Regions from separate parts of the Sus scrofa genome. Here region 2 is linked to region 1. Evidence: chromatin contacts called from public HiChIP or PLAC-seq data. All regions are on one chromosome and are shown on one strand. Each heading gives the region's core, a stretch centred on a gene start, on an enhancer-like site or on the middle of the called end of the contact. The rest is flanking DNA. Distances are from core to core; before and after follow the strand shown.

Region 1 (3,128 bases), core at 370-2,869:
AGAGCTACAGGTGCCGGCCTACACCAGAGCCACAGCAATGCTAGAGCTGTGCTGCGTCTGCAACCTACACCACAGCACAGGACAACACTGGATCCTTAACCCACTGAGTGAGGCTAGGGATCAAACCCACAACCTCATGCTTCCTAGTCGGATTCATTTCTGCTGTGCTATGACGGGAACTCCCCCACTTTGCTTCCTTAATAGAGCTGCTCGAATGATTGAAAATAAGCAAATAAGTTAGAAGTTAGATCACTTCAGACTCTTGTGTCAAAATGGTTCCCCCTGAACTTAAAATGTCTTATAGAGGCCTCTGCCTACTCTCCCACCTTCATCTCCTATCGCTCTTTCCCTGTTCACTTCCCCGGAGTGCAAGTGGTTTTCTGTCCCTCAAATATTCAAGGTTATTCTCACATTGGGCCTTCTAATCTCATTTTTTGTATCTAGAGTTCTCTCTCCTCCCACTCATAAATGGCTAGCTCTTCCTTTGTGCTTATATTTTAGCTCTAATGTTATCTACTCAGAAAGGGCTCTCCTGATCACTCTAGCTAAAGCAGTTCTGCCCCCTCAATTCTTTATCACATTTCCCCCTTGTAGCCATAACCACTATCTGATACTATCTGTTTATCCGCAGATATCTGTTTATCACTCTTTGACTCCTCCACTGGCAGGTAAACTCCCAAACAGGCAAGGATCTTGTCAGTTTTGTTCACAGCTGTATCTTCAGCAATTGGAAGAGTGCTTGGTACACAGAGTGGGTGCGCAACAAAATAATTTTTTGAATGAAAGAACCTGGTTTAATTCTAATCACTTCTTCGAACACATTTTGAAACCCCGAGGCCCAGAGGAAGAAAGACAACATGTCCCAAACCAACAGGAAGTTTGAAGCAGATCTGGAACTGGGTCCGCAGGGATGTTAAATCAGGACCCTCAAATACCAAACTCAAAGCTAGGATAATCTTTAGGGAGTCAAAAACCAGCGTCAGGGGCAGGATCGGGCGTGAAAGGTGGTCAGGGAGATCCACTCTCTTCCCACCCCTAATCCATCCCAATTCCAATCATTCTTTCGGTTGTGAATCCTCAGAACCTCTTCTAGTATAGTGTTCCGAAATCGCGCCACGCGTTGCCTAGGTTACCCCTCACCCCAGTCGGAAGGCTGAGAGCCACGCCCCGCCTCTCCTCGCTATGATCTGATTGGCTGGCTTTGACCAGGCCTTGTACTCACCCGGCAGTTCCCGCATTAGGTAGAAGGGGCCACAACCGGCCGCTGACTTGTCGGAGCCGGGAGCGGCTGTGGCCGCGGTAGAGGGCGGGGCGGGGCCCGGCCCCCCGCCCGGAGGAGGAGGCGGTGGGGGTGGAGGTTTTCCAGGTCCGAAGCCAAGTGCGGTCGGGGGCGGTGGTGGGTCAGCCTGAGCTCCGAACAGCGCCGTGAAATTCTCCATCGCCTCCTCCGCCCCGGCGCTGTCTCGGTGTCTGGCGTTGGTGACGTTCATTGGTCAATCTTTTCACAGAGTACCGCCCTCCTCTTTCAGGAGCCTCTCACCATTGGGTTGCCTCGGGCCCTTCCTACCTTCTTCCTGCAACTACTTCCGTCGCCTTCTGAGAACGTTCCGGAAGTACTATTTAACTTTATTTAAATTCTCCTGTATCTCCTACTTGCCGCAGTCGCATATGTCCAATAAAACGATTTAGGTGGAAAAAAAGACAGCTAGATTAGCCAATAAAATATCAAAGCCCTTTCTCCATTTTTAACCTGACGCAGAAGCCAGTCAGAGATCTGCTTCCGGATCTAGAGGCGGTGCATCCGAGACTAGGCCCAATGGAAGCACAATGATGGGAGAGGCGGGACCAGGCTCACGGACTCCGTGGAGCGGCTGGCGCCGCTAGAGCCGGGAAGATGGCGGTTCTCGCGCCTTTAATTGCTCTTATTTATTCGATACCTCGACTATCACGATGGCTGGCCCGACCTTACTACCTTCTGTCAGCCCTCCTCTCTGCTGCCTTCCTACTCGTGAGGAAGCTGCCCCCTGTCTGCTACAATCTCCCCACGCAACGCGAAGACGGCAACCCGTGTGACTTTGACTGGGTGAGCGACCCCCCGCCTTAGGACCCCGCGACCTTGACACCCTGTCCTAGGTTGCATCTACGAGATGCGAGGTTCACCTGTTTGAGAACACCTGAGGTTCCCAACCTGTAGCGGACTTAAGCTATTAAGAATCTAGAGCCTGGGCGGTCGTCGAGTGTAAACCTCTTCACGTTTAAGATGGGAATACAGCGAGTTAGCCTGCCGGGGTCTTCTGACTCCTGAGTCCAAGGTCCTTTCCGTCTCACAATTCGTACCTACCCAAACGAGGCATCTGCACTGTTTTACAGTGCTGCTCTCGTTATGTAAAGCCTCTTGAGGAATCAGTGAGGTAAACAAGGCAAGTAGTAGTAATCTCGTTTCACTGATGAAGAAATTGATCTCGGCGTAGTTAGGAGACTTGTCCAAGGTCACACAACTAGTGAGTGGCTGGGACTTGAAACCACTCTTCTGGCCAAAGCAGCAGCACCATCAGTCATTTTAATTCAGTTAACAACTGCAGAGGGAGGACTGTATGCTAGGCACTGTGCTGCATCCTGAGAATGTAAAAATGAATAAAGTTTTAGGCCTATTGAAATGGAATTGTAAAAAAAATTCATTGTAAAGAAATCAATCTGAACTCTCTTGCAGTACTTCCTAAGTAGAAGTGGAAGGACCACTCAGAAAAATAAGATGAAGTTCTGTGCCCCCTTCTGTATAGCTGAATCTGTGTTACGAGGAAGGAGGGCCTTCCTGAGTTTTTGTCTTTTTTTTTTTCCAGGTCCCAGAATGAGTCTTGACTTTTGACAGAACTTACTTCCTTACTTTTATTCTCCTTCCCTTGTTTACTTTTTCGTACTTCCGCCGTTCTTTCCCAGTGTTATTAAGTAGCTCATGTATAGCTGTGGTGCTTCAAAAGATCCATTTGGGGGGCAGGGGGGCGAACCTGCGGGGTATGGAGGTTCCCAGGCTAGGGTCAGATCAGAGCTACAGCCTATGCCACAGCCATAGCAACGTGGGATCCAAGCTCTGTCTCAGATCTACACCACAGCTCAAGGCAATGGCAGAT
Region 2 (3,128 bases), core at 384-2,883, 250 kb before region 1:
ACCTGGGAACCAGACTCAACTTCCCAGAGACGTCCTTGCTCCCTTACCAGCTGGCCCTGTGGCGTTGCCCATGAGCGTGGCATTCGGTTCACACAGGCTCTCAAAGTAACGTTCTGTTTTGAAGATGAACACCAGGGATGCCCAGCCGAAGAGGACACCCGCAAAGCCGATGCATTCCAGCAGCCCCGTCAGCAGAGTGGCCATCCGAAGGGGCAGGCTCGCTCCCTGCATGGTTCCAGGTGGAGCTGATCCTCAAATCCCAAGGGCGGTCTCCTGGGCTGACCACAGGCGCTGCGAAGCCTGGCGTTCCAGCACTTGGAAAATCCCTTTGGCAGGCCCTCTGTTCAGGAAGCTCTCTGGCTGTTCTGGCTGTTCCAGGCTTGGGCAAAACCCATCAATGGGCGATTCTCTGGATCCTATAAAATAAGGCAGAGGCTGCTGGGTACAGGAGGCTTGAGGGAAAGGCAGAGGTGTACAAAGCGTTCTCTGTACGATAAAGAGGCCAGCGGTTAGAAACAGCCAGAAACAGCTGCAAAGGCCTCTCTATCCCACAACTGGCAACAGGTGGGAAAGCAGAGACAGAGCCCCAATTCAGGAGACATCCGCTAAAATAATAGCAGCAATTCTGAACCAGGAACAGGGGATGGGAGACTTGACACATGTCCTCACAATATCCTGGCAAAGTGGGTGTTTTCTTATGTTCAGTTGACCGACAAAAGGCTCAACTTCCCCAGGTCACATGGGCCAGTCAGTCACGTTGCAGGCCAGTCTAATGCTAAAAACATCCCTACCTCAACACGATCCTGCCTGACCCTCGGCTGGCACTCCCCCAGTCTCCCATTTCCCCGCCGCCCCCCTCACACCACCATCTGCCGGGAAAGCGCCCAGAAGCCGCTCACCCCCACCCCGCTCTCCCTCCGGCACGTGCTCTGAGGTCCTGGGGCAGAAGCTCCCCCACCCCGTTCCGTCCCCCCCCCACCCTCCACCCCCGGTCGCCTGTCCTCAGGGCCTCATCACTCCCCGGCCCCGGGACCTCGCCGCCTCCAGCCCTGCGCCGCAAGCTACTCGCCTGCCTGGCTCCGAGCTCTCCGGGACGCGGGTTTCGGCGCCTTTGAAGATTTGGATTCGCGCCTCCCGCCGCCCCTCCCAGTCCCTCCACGCCCCCAGCAGTCCCGGAAGGGCCGGGGTGAGCGGGGCGGCGCCTGGCAGGTCCTCCACCTCCCGCTCGCCATCATTTCCTTCTTCTCCGAGCCTCACAGTCCTACGCTCTTTTTGACCACGCCCTGGAATCCCCCCTCCTTCCACTCGGGTGGACCTCGCCGGCGTGCACCTCCTGATCCCCTTTCCGCTTCTCTTCTTCTCTGCGCCTTCTCCCTCCCCTGACCGAGATCGTTTCAATCCCGTTGCTCACACTGGCAACGGGAAAGGTCACGCACTCACAGCACACACGGACGGCTTACCTGCGGACACGGGGACACACACGCGGACGCCGTATTCCTTGTGCTCTGCGTTGACCACGTGGGTGGGCACAGAACACGTTTTCCCCTATTTGTGCAGACAGAAGACGTTGCCTGGCATTTCAGGAAACAAAGAATGTTGCCAGCCACTTCTGTACCTGCAGCCTACCAGACAGTGTGCCCCGAGGGAAATTCAGGATGGAGAAAAACAGGAAACGCCCCCGCCCTGGATAGTTAAGATGCCTATCTAGGAATAACTTTTCAAAGACCTCAGATTCTTGCCTTTTCTCATACTTAGAAAACTACAGTCATGAACTTGTCTGCTTTTGCGATTAGCAGGAATCTTTTCCTGCTCGACTGCATGGATTTTTATTTTTATTTTTTTCCAGCAAAAACTCCTAGATATCCTGGCTCCTCCCTTTACCTCTTGGGAGTATTCCCCAGAGTATCTAAGAGGCTGTGTCCCAAGCTATAGTCCTCAGTAAGTTCCCCGGATAAAACATACCTGGCAACTTGGAGGCCACGCAGGATTTTTTTTTTTTTCCCCACTGACAGCATCTTTCCAGAAACCATCCCCCTGAAGCAGTATCCTGCTTTTTCACCACCAAGGACCTCTTTGATTGCTCCCTGCCTCACCCCAGCCCAGGTTCTGAAAGAGTCTACCCGCCAGACTTTGTTGATTAAGTATTCATTCATGGCTCCATTTTTTATTAATCAAAGACATATATAATTGCCGTCGGAGCTTGTGATCAGCATGAGATAGCCAGCTGAACCAGCTGCGCTGCTATCATTCCGAGCCCAGTGCAAGTTAGTTCAGTGGCCATTTCCTCCCAGCCCCGCTTAGAAAGCTGAATTGGAGGGAGAGCTTCTTGCATATTTAGAGTAGTCTACAAACTCCCAAGCCTAGCCTCCTGGTTTCCCCAGGGACTCAAAAGATTCTAAGCCCACCCTTCTTTTTAATGAGAAAGAAATAAAAGATTAGGGCAGTGGAAAGCCAGAACCAGGGAGTATTTTCCAGATCTCTACTAAAACACGGAGGATAAAGAAGGATAACCACCCAAAGACAGGTTGCTCGGTTCTGGTTCTATACCCAGGTGCTCACTAGTTACATAGCCCCAAGCAAGCCCTTTGACTGCCCCACTTGTAAGATGAGGCCTGCGGTACCTTAATTATCTTAATTATAATTAGAAATATGAGCTGGGTTGATGAAGTCCCTGCAAGTATGTTAGTCAGTAGCCAGACTGCTTAAGAATAGCACTAGGTTCTCCAGGGTCCAGATACAGAGTCAGAGAAGCAGCCTTGGGAGGGGATTTCAGAGCAACTTCACTCTACATGTGCTCTTAACATGCCCACGAACTTCTAACTGGTTAAGGATCCATTGTTGTCACTGCTGAGGCTTGGGTCACTGCTGTATCGCAGGTTCGATTCCTGGCCCAGGGAACTTCTGCATGCCACAGGCACAGCCAAAAAAAAATACTCCCAGACTTCACATGGACTAATGGGACATTAAGAAAACAAATCCTTTCTTTAAAAATTAATCAATGAGTTCCCTTCATGGCTCAGTGGTTAACCAACCCGACTAGGATCCATGAGGATGTGAGTTCAATCCCTGGCCTCGCTCCGTGGGTTAAGGATCTGGTGTTGTCGTGAGCTGTGGTGTAGGTCACAGAC

What was found. HiChIP or PLAC-seq counts read pairs in DNA pulled down with a chosen protein or histone mark.
Region 2: a contact with region 1 is called in an H3K27ac HiChIP or PLAC-seq map of alveolar macrophages. The contact joins the promoter of SLC43A3 here to the promoter of MED19 in region 1. A contact is called at or near these places in 1 of 5 promoter capture datasets (fetal liver) and 1 of 2 datasets of contacts at active chromatin or transcription factors (alveolar macrophages).

The regions. Positions count from the first base shown.
Region 1 is chr2:13,239,802-13,242,929 of Sscrofa11.1, reverse strand. MED19 (mediator of RNA polymerase II transcription subunit 19) reads right to left here and starts at 1,619. Exons shown (of 5, transcript XM_003122715.5): 1 at 1,223-1,619. The coding sequence starts at 1,490. TMX2 (thioredoxin-related transmembrane protein 2) reads left to right here and starts at 1,660. Exons shown (of 8, transcript XM_005660896.3): 1 at 1,660-2,083. The coding sequence starts at 1,895.
Region 2 is chr2:13,489,418-13,492,545 of Sscrofa11.1, reverse strand. It overlaps SLC43A3 (solute carrier family 43 member 3), which reads right to left and starts at 1,633. Exons shown (of 13, transcript XM_021083039.1): 1 at 1,461-1,633; 2 at 48-416. The coding sequence starts at 231.